2 separate regions of the Anas platyrhynchos genome follow, and region 2 is linked to region 1. A link is a contact called in public Hi-C data. All regions are on one chromosome and are shown on one strand. Each heading gives the region's core, a stretch centred on a gene start, on an enhancer-like site or on the middle of the called end of the contact. The rest is flanking DNA. Distances are from core to core; before and after follow the strand shown. Region 1 holds the start of SURF6 (surfeit 6). Region 2 overlaps RALGDS (ral guanine nucleotide dissociation stimulator).

Region 1 (6,317 bases), core at 1,489-3,988:
TGGGCACCCGCAGCCCAACCAGCGTCAGGTAGATGCACCGAAACCATTTTGTAAAAGTTCATTAAAAAAAACCCACAAGCAGCCCCTCGCCACAACTCCCGTGGCCAGGCTGCAAGCACTAGCTGCCTCTCACCCACTACAGGCCGGCTTTTTTCAAGTCCTCTGGCAGAACACGGCCCTTCTTCCGGGCCTTGGCTTTCTTATGCTCTATCTTCTCTTTCTTCTTCTTCTGAATGTTCTTGCGGCGCTTTTCCTGCCTCTGCTGCATCCTTTCTACCACTTTTTCTGTCCGCTTCTCCCATTGCTTTTGGCGTTGTTCTTTACGCTTCTCCTTACGCTTCAGAGCTTCCTTAAGACGCTCCTCGTCGTCACGAATCTTGACACCTTCCGCCTTATAGAGAAGGTTTGTCCATTTTATTTTGTTCTCTAGCTCCTGAGCTTTCTTCTGGTCCTTATCCTTGAGCTCCTCCAACTTATTCTTCCTAGCCTCCAGCCTGCTCAGCAGCTGCTTGTAGTTTCTGCCCGTCAGGGGAGTGATTTTACCTTTCACTCCTTTCCTCTTCTCTTTCTTCTTCTGGATCTTATTCAAATCGTTCTCTTCATGGACTTCAACCCTGTTGAAGACAATCTCAGCTGTACTCTCTTCCTTTTTGCTCTGTGGCTCTACAGGTACATCCTCAGTTTCCTTCTTCTCCATTTTTGCCTTCATCTTCAACTCCTTTCTTCGGCGCTTCTTTCTCTCCTTCTCATACTTTCTTCGCCGCCTCTTCTCCAGAACTGAAGGGGATAGTTCTTTGTCATCATCCTAAGAAGAAGGATGGACATGAATCAGGAGCCTTACAGAGATAATACAAAGCTAAAAGTGGGATGTATTTCAAACCTCTTGTTAGAAAAGGAGTATGTAAGAAGCCGTGGGCTCAGCTTTTAGAGATAATAAACATAGTAAATACATTTCAAAGCTTTTGCTCCCTCTGAGCATCCTGTGGCTATGTTCCTTGCAGACTTTGTGCCTTTTCTTTCTCAAATACCACCACAGGCATGTGCTGCTCCCAGCTAAGAGCTACCTTTTCATGTGTTTTTCTGGACTCCAGAATGTAAACAGGACTCCCAGCACTACCTACAGGCACTTCCTTAAGGAATGGAATTATCTCAAAGCCTAAACCTCATCCCCATGTGCCATGGTAGCCCAGGGAGAATTCATACTGCCCACACACATAAGGGTACACATTAAAGAGTTCTCATACTCGTCCTGAAGCTTCTTTAATCTTCTCATGTAGTCTCTGACGCAAGAGATTTATCGCAGAAAAAGAAGTGGAATTGAGTTCACTTTTGCCACCTGAAAATGACAGAAAATAAAAATACTTGAAATACGGCAGAAGCTAAACAAAGCAATTTTCTATGGCTATGGGAAAAAGCTATGAGAGCTCTCTGAAATTTTTCTTCCATTCATAGAATCTAATGAAAACAGGAGTGTCCACCTTATTGGTTTCTTTAAAATTCCCCTTTTTCTATCCACATCATCACTCAACACTGACCAGCCTGAGTAGCTTGTCAGGCCCTGTAGTTCCCAAACAAGAAGGGATAAAAATACCGAGTTAATGGAAACAAAGATGCCAGTTGCATCTCCCCATTCATCTGTTTCAGGTTCCTAATGGAAAGCAGGCATAGGAAGATACAGACTGTATCCATGTGATAATGCCCAGAAGATACCAAATATATAAAACCCCTGCAATTCCTAGGAAGTGCTCGTAATTCTAGAGAGCCACCCAGTGGCCACATTGCAAGTTTATATTCACAGATTAAGCTAAAAAGCTTTCAATACAGCTGGATTTCTTACATGCTTTCCAAACTATACACATATGAAACAACTGAAACACAGCCACCTTGGCTCAGGTATCTTTAACCTGACCACAGACAGCTCTGCTATTCTTACCTGTGTCTGAACTCTTATTTTTGTTCTGTGTAACACCCGGCGGAGCTGATTTGTTGGCTTGAGGGGCTGCTTTCTGTTCTGGAGCAAGCTTATTGGCATTAGAGGCTCCCTGTTTAGCTGGAGGCGCATTTGTTCTCTCATCTTGCTTCTTGGACCTCCTTCTCTTTTTTTGGGGTGGTCTGCTACCATTCCCTGCCTGACCTGGTTTAGATACTAGAAGGCAAAGAAAAAAAAGAAAGAAAAGATCAATAGTTAGAACAGATGATCTTGAAGGTTTTTTCCAGCCTTAATGATTCTACGATTAAGGAAGATTGTAGCTGCACTCCCAGCGTGCAGCATTGTAGTGGCGTATCTCAATCGTGAAAACCGGCGTATTTTAGGATTTATTTACACAGAGCTACCCTTGTTGACCACTTTAGGATCAACCCCATGTTCCCACACCCAGTCACCCCGTGTAAGGCTGAACGCAGACCAACGACTCGCAGAGCAGCGCGCACCACCCGAGCTCACAACTCGGCCCACCACAGCGGCCCTGCTCAGGGACCAGCCCCAAGCCAGCTCCCCCGGCCCCTGCTCCCCTCAACCCGCCCCGAGGCGCCTCCACGTCCCTCCCAACCCCCCCCCCTTCCCTCACCCGGCTTCCTCTTCCGCGGCTGGGGGCGCTCGGGGCTGTGGCGCACCCCAGCCCTCCTGGCCAGGCCCTGCAGGTAGCGGTCCTGCGCGGCCAGGCTGGCCATGCCGCCTCCCGCAGCCTGCCCCTTCCTCTGCCACCCCGCCGGAAGTGACGCCACCACGCACAGCAGGAAGTGCCAGCAGCAAGCTGTTGCCATGGCAACGGTGGTGGCACTTCCGGGTTGTGGCGGCTCTCAGGGCCTACCCGCAGCGCCCCCCCCCCCCCCCATACCCATCAGATCCCTTCAGGCTCGGGGCTGCAGCGCCCCACATGGAGCTTGGGGGGTTGGGACACGGGGGGGCACCGCTGGGGGCGTTTTGGGGCCATGTTTCGGCAGACACAAAGCAGGGCACCCGCAGAAAGCTGCCCCTCCATGGGCTCGCACAGTTTGGGGTGCTTCTGGCAGGGCCGGGGCTGCAGCTGGAGGGTTTTTTTTAGTTAACGCTCGTCCTAATGCATGCTTGCACTCAGTGGTGTCATGGTTTCACAGAGGGTTGTGGCTGAAAACACACGCTTAAAAAAAAATATATACAAAGGAGTTATTTTATTAAACCACCTAGTTACAAAAAAAAAAAGAAATGGAATGGAAGAAAGAGAAGAGGAAGTAAACCAAAACTCGCGCCCGAAGAAACAAGACGGTACAGCGGGACACTGGGGAAGCTCTGCTCTGCTGTTCTGAACGCAGCAGCCCCGCGGCCATCACGGCTCCCCCCAACCCCTCGGGCTGCACACTCAGAGCCACCTCATAACCACAGAGGGCACGAGTGCCCAGCTGCCCAACAAAGCACCAAAATCGCTTCTTTGGAAGGAAACTGTAACTGAGTCACCCCCCCCTGCTCCACACACCTCAGTTGGCTGAAGGATTAATTAAAGAAACGATCACCAACGTGAATGCAAGCTGTACGCTAGCTCACGCTACATTGATTGAAAGCTGCTGTGTAAATTGTGGAACAGGGAATCAGACTAACAGGAGGGTGCTCCTGCTTCTATCTATAGCTGTAAACGAGTCCCAGCATGTAATACCTGTCTGATTCTCAGTTTGCCCTTTTCTTTCCAAAAGGCAGAATACTGCTCGTCAACACAGGCCTCCCAGAGAGCCTCCTCCCAAAGGGTTCCCAGCAAAAAGTTCAAGTTTGTGAAGCATTTCGACAGTGAAGAATGCTGAGTAAAAATACTGTAAGATTCTTAGGTTTCTGTTCTAAGTAGAACAGAAGTTGTCTGATGGCATCCTGAGAAAGCTTTAAAGCAGCCAGAATGTCAGGAACCATGGGAATAGCATAAAGCTCCCAAAACACTCACCACTCCCAGATTTGGCTTGAGTTTCTTAGCCCTAAGAAGTTCAGCTCCCAGCACTCTACCATGTACTTACTGTGAGATTCACATGGAAATAAATTCTGGATTTCTAACGAACTCTACACGTTAACTGTCACGGAAAAGCAAACCTAACTCTAATTTGTTAGAACAATCAGCTTGGAACTTACTTAGCATTTCTCTTAAGCGCGAGGAACACCCGTGGCAGTGTCCCAGGCACGGAGAAAGCACTGTGGCTGTCCAGCAAGCAAAATCCTGCAGACACAGCCCCAGTGCATTCTCCTGACAGCAGGAGATGCTCGCTCAGTACAGCAGGTTGAAGACTTCCAGCAGCTCAGCGCCACCAGGAAGAACGTGGTCAGCAGCAAAGAATCCTCTTCAGGAGTGCTCCGTCGGGCCCGCCCCATGCCCGTTCACGTGAGGGTGCGATGGGGTCGAGCTCTGAGAGGTAGCAACGCTCTGCTCTGCTGTGGCAGTTGTCAGAGGCATGGAGAGGCTTTCGGGGGACAGCGTGGCAAAATCTTGTCTCCAGTAGGCTTCGCACAGCGGTAGGTCATTGCTGTCACACAGACTGTAGCTTTCCAGAACAAACAACCCCCGTAAGGAGAGGCAGCAGGTGCAATAAGAAAGGAGGGGAGGGAGGAAAAGCAAGACAGAAGCAAAGCATTAAGAAAATGGCAAAAAAATGTTCATGGATGTAAGGTCTGCGTTCACAAATTCATCACAAGTCTCGTGGCACTGGCCTAAGACACCCCTCAGGGGCTGGTGTTGAATCCCACGGGCCTGGGAAGGATCGGGGAAATTCCAGAGACAAAGCTGTTGCTACAAACTGAAGCAGAGGTTCAGTTCTAATCCAGACACTACGAGTCCCTAGAAAGATCTGGGCTGAGGTTCTGATACTGCACAGTTGGGAGCTCTTGAGTGAGGCAAAGACCTCATCCGTACTCCCTTCTTGTGGGAGTTTGATTACAACCTACATGAGAGAAAAAAATCAACCATGCTCTAAATTTAGTGTCTATTTGCCTCCTTTCCCCTTCAGTAAAGTGCTCCACAGAAGGTCTGCATCCTCTTTTGAAGCTTCCCAACCTATAAAGTGCTGTCAGCTTCTACAGGTTTCAGCAGTACTGGAGGTAACAGTTCTTACAAAGCAACTTGCTGGATTTAACCACTAGGCTACAGAGTCAGATCAATCAGCAGCATGGGAGAGTAAGCAACCAGCTAATTCTTGCCTGTGCTACAAGGAAAACACGACGCGGAAGGGCAAAACTAAAAAATAAAGTGATGGAAGAAACTGGAACAAAAACAAGAAAAATTCCAAAGAGAGGAAGGAGCTGCACACACAAGAGACACCCAAGACAAAGTGAGTGCTGGAGCAAAAAGCAGCTTGCGATCAGAGTAAAACAAACCCAGTGGGTCCAGTGATTTTGTCGTTGTAGCTTTATTTACATTTTTAATGTATGGACTTGAATAGATGCTTTGGGAAATAGTTTAAGTGCAGAAATACGAGACACTTCAAATTGCACAAACATGAAACATGTTGAGGTCTAAGTCCACACTCAAGACAGCTCCTGTGATCTCAGAGGAGGGAGCAATGGAACATAAACACAAGTTTTGGGTTTAGGATGGCAGAAGGCAAGCTGGACTTGGAGTTACTGCTTTGAAGAATAAGCACACAAAGCACTAGTTGCAAGCACCTAACATTTGAGCTTTTTTCTGGCAGCTTCACCCAGCTGCAGTAGAAGTGGGGAGGGAGTGGATACGGGTTTTATACCCAGGGCCTTTGTTAAACCCCTCGAAAGATTCCTATTGCTGGAGCAGGCTCCCCCTGCCCTCGAGTCCCCAGCACAAAGCAGCTCTGGGTTCACTCAGTGAAAACCCGTGGGACCGACCCAGAGCTCCAGTCCCTTTTCTGTCAGTCTCAAACCCCAAGCCGTGGTTTCCAAGGAGAACCCAGCCACGGCATCCACCACACCTGTCCTGGCAGGTCAGTTTCTAAGAACATTTTAGCTGCGTCCGTGTGTAGCTGCTTCTGCTGCTGCCCCAGATCGAACAGCTCCCAAAACCTAACCTCTCACATCCCACTCCTTGAAAGGCGAGTGGAAGAGCAGCAGCTGCACGGCCCGCAGCAGCACCACCTAAAGTCCTATCCTGGCCTTTGGCTGAAGGTTTCTTAGTGTTTGAAAGAGACTTCACTGTTCTCCCTGGGGCACACAGCCAGGTCTGTGCACGAAGGAACAGCTCCAGGAAACTGCTCAAACACAGGGACTAAAAGCAGAGCCCCCCTCAGAGCTATCTTCTCAGCTTCAGTCTCATCGACCTGCTTGCAGGTCCTCTCACCAAATCCCCCGTGTGGACAGGAAAAGCTTCGCAAGGAAGCCCAACCCTACAGCCCAGGCACAT
Region 2 (6,176 bases), core at 2,952-5,451, 84 kb before region 1:
ATGTACTGCACGGTACAACCCCAGGCTCAGCCACCACCTCATCCACGGTCAGATCTGTTTCCCCTTTCTCCAGGAACGGGACAGCATTTTGGGAAGGAAGATAGGACACCCCCTGCCTTGGGGCAGGGACGTTTGAGCATCGATATTTTATTGCAAAGACTAATTACATTGCTGTGTACAAGTCACACTGGGCAGTGTGCTCCTTCATTGAAGTGGTACAAAATACATATGGTACAGCCAGTCCCTCCGGTGATGCTGAGCTGCCGAGGGAAAAAGGCAGGAGGGGAAGGAAGGGGACGGTGACAGCGGGGTGGGCAGGAGCTGGCAGGCACAGAGTGGCACGGGGCCGAGGGGAGGCCCTGGGGTGCTGGTACCAGGCTCCAGGCAGGGAGGGGGGGGAAACAGGAGGCAGGCTCTGCGTCAGGGTGCCAGCGGCTCCCATCATGTGCAGCGTGGGCACGGTGGGCCAGGCCGTGCCACCCTAAGGGGACACGGGGCTGGCAGAGCTGGTGCCAGCCCCGCTGGTCAAGAAGCAAGCAGCCTCTCCCCGCCCGGTGCCACGGGTCCCTACAGGTCCCACCACCACCTCCTGCCACCAGCCCTGGTCCCCCAAGCATGAGAGCGCAGCGTTGCTGCAGCCCAGGCCCCTCTCCTGGAGCCGGGGAACGCGTGGCCCCTTCCCAGCAGCACGGACAGACAGGGAGGAGAGAGTGGGGTGGGAGGAAGTGCTTAAACGAGATGGCCCAGCAGGTCCAGGAGCAAAGAAAACATAAAAAAAATAATAAAAAAAAAAGTTTTAAAAAGGAAAAAAGTCCCCCCTTTGGTTAGTGTTTCCTACAGTCAATAAAAGAAGCATCTCTGCCCCTGCTCGATCAACTAGTGGGAAAGAAACAAGGGAGAGAGGGAGGCCAGAGTGGTCTGTGCCTCAGAGCGTGACAGCGCAAGGCTGCTGCTTCCAGCAGCCCAAAACAGCAGGGGGGAGAGGAGAGGGACTGGGCTGCAAGGCAGGGGGAGGCTGGGTTAGTAAAATGTACAAGTTCATCTTTTCTATTTACAACCAATAAATATTGAAAAAAAAAAAAAAAAGTAAACATTTTCGTTTTATACAAAAGAAGTCTCATTGCTGCTTCTCCCATGGTCAGTGTTTGAAAAAGTCTGGTTAAAGCCCAAGGTGAGTGGCACTTTCTGGGGGGCAGGTGGCGGCACCGGGGTACTCAGAGCACCCCGAGCTCTGTCTCGCCTCCTCGCCCACCTGCGCAGACCCAGGGTCTCTATTTACACAGATTTGGACAGAAATTCACTCTCCTCTTCCTCGCTAGGCTGGCAGCTCTGGGGGCACGGGGAGGCGCTCAAAGCTTCCCCCGCCTGCAGAAGAGACACTGGCATTTGATCTTTGGTGCAGGTTTGAACGCGGGCTGGCGAAGTCCAGCTGCATCGGGGAGAGGAGCGAGACCACGCGAAGGCTTCCAGTCATCGAGAGCACAAGGCGCCCGCTCCATCGCGGCACGCACGCAGCCCTTCCCGGGGCTCCCAGCACCGGCACGGGGCTGAATCCTTTCCAGCGTGCCTCCTCGTCCACGGCTTCTCCCAGGATAAGGACGTGGAGGTAAAACCAACGCTGGGAAGCTCCCGGAGCAGCTTCCTTGCAAACGGCCCCTCTGCAGGCCTCCGCTCCCCGGCTCGCGCGGACACAAGGCACCTACGGCAGAGAGGCGGGCTCCTGCTCTGGGCAGGCCGGTGGCTGGACGAGTGGCGCACCGTGGAAGGTTTGAAAAATAAAAATAATAAAACAGAGAGATTTCCCCCCGCTGCCTTCCTGTGTAGAGAGAGAAAAAAAAAAAAAAAAAAAAAAAAAGACCTGATTGAAACAGGAGCTTGTGCAGAGAGGCGGAGGCCACCGGTTGCCAAAGCGCCCTGGCTCTCGGTGCGGGCGAGGGTCGCTCCTCGCCGTGCCGGTGGCACGGGGACCAGCCACAGCCGGGCCCGGAGCAGCCTGCCCCCAAGGCCCCATCGGTGAGGGGTGGCAGTGGGGCTGAGGCTAGAAGATGCCTTTGGCGATCTTCAGGCCTTTCTGCTTCATCCTGGGCAGGGTGGAGCTGGAGCCGTGCTTGATCTTCACCCCCTTGGAGAAACCCCGCTTCTTCAGCACGAAGTCGTAGTTGGCGGCCGAGTTCATGGCGTAGAAGACGTTGGCATTGTCGGGGATTTTCAGCTCTAGAAGTGTCCAAGGACAGGGGTCAGTTGGGCACCCCAAAAAGGGCTGCGAGGAGTCCCTGGGGGCTGGCACCCCCCTGCTGCCACCTCCCAGCCCTGCTCCCCCCTGTGCTCCCCAGGCTGAGGTGTGGTCAGCTGGGGAGACAGCCAGGGCCTGGAAAGCCTCCCACACGCCGGTACGCACCTCTCTCCTCCGAGATGATCTGAACGAGCTCGTAGTCTTCAGGCCGGTCCCCGTCCAAGTTGTGTTTGGCCATGGCCTTGCGAATAACCACCGGGGTCTTATCCTGGCTTGTGACCTGCAGGCACAGAGCATTATTAACCAAAGAGGGGACAAAACGCTACAAAACCTCCTGCCTCCGTCTCCTCCCAGTGTGGGACATGCCCGCGTCCAAGCGCGGCGAGCTCCCCCCCCACCCAAATTCCCTGCTGCTCACCAGGATGCTCTTGTACATGTTGCCATTGTCCACGGCCAGGCTGACGCGGATGATGCAGCAGTCGTCGACCTGCTGGTTGTAGAGGGGCAGCGAGAGGGACGAGTAGCTGGAGATGCCGGAGACCGAGCGCTTGTGGGTGCGGGAGGCCGTCACCGGCGTGGAGGAGACGGAGGAGGACGAGGCACTGCTGGAGCCCGAGCCAATGCCCGACGTGTCCAGGGAGGAGAGGGAGGTGGATTCCCAGAACTGGAGGGCAGGGAGGAGAGGGGATGCGGAGGACACAGTGGTTTTAGCTTCTCCATCAGCCACAGACGGGGTGTACGAGTGCTGGGGAAGGGAGGCCAGAGGGATCTCACTGCCCTGCGCCAGCAGGGGACGTACAGCCACCGGAGGCGTGAGACCCCGCCACACCGAGGCCCCCAGCCCCAAAGCAGGCTGAGGGCTGTCCCCACGTGAAGGGCACGCCTGCCTCCCCACGAGCTGCCCCGTACCTTCTTCTCCTGGCAGTCGGGGGACTCGGGGATGAAGCTGATGTTGATCTCCTCCACGTCCGAGCTGCTGGAGCCGGCAGAGGTGACGCTGACCGAGTCGGTGGCGTCCCCGCTGCACAGGTACTGCCCGCACTTGAGCTGGTCGAAGGACTTGGAGTGGGAGCTGCCACTGGCGCAGGGCTCGCTGCTCGGCGGCTGCCGGCTGCCGGGAGGGACAGGGGAAGGGTGAGAAGGGAGCGGGATGAGGAAAGGATGGCCCAGCACCACTGCGGCCACCGTGGGGACGGCCTTGGCACCCGCCTCCACCCCGCATCCCACCGGGACGAGCGGACTCACTCGCTCCATCGCTTGATGATGCCCGTGTTCTTCTTGGCCTTCAGCGTGTTGCTGGCTGACTCCGACAGCGGCTCGATCTCACACGACAGCCCGTAGCTGGGGGGAGAGGAGAGGAAGGTTGCAGCTCGCCGGGGCAAGGTGAGGGCTGCAGAGCTGGAGGCGATGAGCCAGGGGCTTCCCCATGCAGCAGCAGCAGCTCAGCCCCGCTCGTGCTCACCTCTCGGCCTCGCTGAGCCGCTCCAGGCTGTGGAACCAGTCCACGAAGTGGTCCTCCTGCGTGAAGCTGTAGTTGTTGCAGGCCGACTGAAGCAGCTTGATCTGAGCGATGACTTCAAACTCCTGCAGCCAACGGAGGCAGTCAGAATGGATGTTTACCAGCCTCAGCGCACACACACACACCCCTAAAAAGCTCAGCCCTGTGCACAGAGATCTCCCTCCCCAAAATGAAGAACACCACAGCAAAGAAAAAGAAAGATCGACCCCAAAGAGACCAGCAGAGCCCGGGCTTGCACAAAGCCAGCCTCCTCCCTCCACCCAGCTGTGCCCATGCCGCGGTGAAGCTCTCACCTTCCTTCTCTTCTCAAAGTTGATCAGCCCTCCCTGGAAAAGAAGGAACAGAGGTCAGTGGGAAGCAGGGGAAGGAGAATTGCTCCCAGCCCTCTCTGCCTGCCCAGCTTGGAGCCGCTGCAGTGCGGGCTGTGCCCGCCAAGGGGCAGTGCGAGAACGGCCAGGGAATGGAGGCACAAGGGCAGCGCTGGGTATGGGATGCACAGGGGGCAGCACTGGATGCAGGACACAGGGGGAAGCGTTGGATATAGGACACACAGGGGGGCAGAGAGAGATGTACGGGGAACCGCCCCCATTTTCCACTCCAGGCTGTGGGGATGCCTGGGTGGAGGAAGGAGAGGGGTTGGAGGATAGGGACGGAGGTACGTACGTCCAGGAAATCTTTCATGGCGGTGTCGAGCATCACCAGGTCTGTGAGGAAGGTGCCGAGATAAGGAATGGTGCCCTGCATCACGCCCTGGGGGACAGCAAGGGACAGCCGGGGTCAGAGAAGAGCTGAGCCCAGCCCACAGAGCCACCAGGAAGGGGACACGGGAAGGGCCGTGCCCCACTCACCATCTCTCGCTGCTGCTGCTGCCGCTTCTGAGCCCTCTTGGGGTTGATCTCCAAGGTGGCGAATTTGGACGTGCCCTCCTGGGTGGTGGGGAGAGGTGGGGATCAGTGCGGGTGGGAAACCATTACAAGAGAGGAGCTAAAGTTCACACCCCCTTTTACTGGTGGAATTTGCTCGTGGAGGTTAAGAGGAATGAGGGGAAAAGGAGGAAATCAAGGCTGGGCTTTTCCATGGCAAACAGGGAGGAGAGCCTCAGTGAATAGGAAAGGCTGCTCCCATTTCCAGCCCTCTGTATAAACAGCTCCTCAATGGGATGTTTTGTTCCCTTTTGTGTTTTGTGTGATCTCAGCCCCGATCTGCAGCGAGGCTGGAAAGCTGTGGGAAGGACGCCGGGGCTGCAGCCTTTCACAGACCCCACAGCCCAACCTTAAACCAAGAGGCCTCCCGAGAGCTCTGCCCTTTGCACCAGGCTGCTCAAACGCAGCTGCCTCTGGGGAGCAGCCGTCATCTGGTGCACAGGATCATATCCCACTGCTTATCTCTGCTGGCTAAATTGCTCTGAACGCTTCGGGCAATGACGACTTTTGGGTGGAGAAGCAGAAAGCCCAGCCTGCTCCAAACCCCCTGCCTGCAGCCCCAGCAGCTCCGCCAGGGCTGGCAGCTGGAGCAACGTGGAGATTTCTGCCAGCATCAGCCTAACTCCGTGTCAGACGTACAGCGATGTGGGTGCCCACTTCCCCGTACCTTAATGAGAAGCTCCCGGCTCAGGGAGTGGTTGTTCTCGTCAGAGAAGATCTCCGAGAGCTCGTGGAAGGTGCGGAAGCTCTCCCTGCTCGGGGGAAACACAGGGGGAAGTCAGCAACGGTGCCACGCTTCCTCGGGCTCTCTTCTGCTCACCCAAATGACCCCAGCAAAGCTCGCAGCTCCAGCAAGCCTTGCTGTCTGAGGTTATCCCAGGGTGTTTTGGATGGAAAGGAGAAGCAGGCAATGCTGCTGTTATTTCCTCCTTAGATCCCTGGGTTCTGGGCAAAGCCAGAGCTGCAGTGATCCCCTCCATGCATTAAAGAACCACAACAGCAGCACAACCTCCCCTGAGACCTCCCAGCAGGACCCCAGCAGGCGCTGCTCACCGCAGGACCTCGTCCCAGGTCTTCTTCAGCCGGTGAACAGCGTTGCACTGCAGAGCCGAGAGGATGGCTCGGAGGGAGGAGAAGTTCTTCAGGAGGCGGCACTCCTGGGGACAGACAAAGGGACCCCATGTTAAAAAAAAACAAAGCCAAGGGACCTGCTGCAATGCCCAGACTGCCAAACCCCAGCTCTGGGCAGGGGCAGGAGGCGAGCAGGATGGTGCTGTCCTACCCGAGCCACTTCGATCCACCGCTCCACCACTTTAGCCCTCTGCTGCGGCTTCAGGGACCGGTCTCCGAGACACGTGGCGATGACGCAGTTGGCCACGCTATTGAACTGCGAGACCGTGGCACGGATGGTGGGTGCCAGGTGCTCTTTGCCTTTCTTGTCTCGCTGCGACCAGATGCAGCCCAGGCAGTGGTAAGGCACCACTTTCTTAAACAGCTCCTG

The links. Hi-C and Micro-C count contacts between places; a contact is called where the count stands out from the background.
Region 2: a Hi-C map of subcutaneous adipose tissue shows a contact between it and region 1, with 3 times the contacts expected there. The contact joins the enhancer-like site here to the promoter of SURF6 in region 1. A contact is called at or near these places in 3 of 8 Hi-C or Micro-C datasets (liver, skeletal muscle and subcutaneous adipose tissue).

What each region holds. Positions count from the first base shown.
Region 1 is chr18:9,239,034-9,245,350 of IASCAAS_PekinDuck_T2T, reverse strand. It overlaps SURF6 (surfeit 6), which reads right to left and starts at 2,738. Exons shown (of 4, transcript XM_038188111.2): 1 at 2,568-2,738; 2 at 1,934-2,146; 3 at 1,245-1,336; 4 at 1-805. The coding sequence starts at 2,670. The coding sequence ends at 137. MED22 (mediator complex subunit 22) reads right to left here. Exons shown (of 4, transcript XM_027470729.3): 4 at 3,132-4,488. The coding sequence ends at 4,296.
Region 2 is chr18:9,324,871-9,331,046 of IASCAAS_PekinDuck_T2T, reverse strand. It overlaps RALGDS (ral guanine nucleotide dissociation stimulator), which reads right to left. Exons shown (of 18, transcript XM_038188096.2): 7 at 5,958-6,173; 8 at 5,729-5,832; 9 at 5,343-5,427; 10 at 4,601-4,678; 11 at 4,416-4,502; 12 at 4,046-4,078; 13 at 3,696-3,817; 14 at 3,479-3,574; 15 at 3,143-3,344; 16 at 2,652-2,978; 17 at 2,399-2,513; 18 at 132-2,214. The coding sequence ends at 2,039. It overlaps GTF3C5 (general transcription factor IIIC subunit 5), which reads left to right. Exons shown (of 12, transcript XM_038188108.2): 12 at 1-1,794. Among named protein-coding and RNA genes, the nearest start is that of GTF3C5, 11 kb to the left of the region's middle. Within about 2 kb of position 4,201, at least 1 of the 8 cell types and tissues checked has an H3K27ac peak or open chromatin away from gene starts, as enhancers often do. A contact at or near this core is called in subcutaneous adipose tissue, where this site is marked.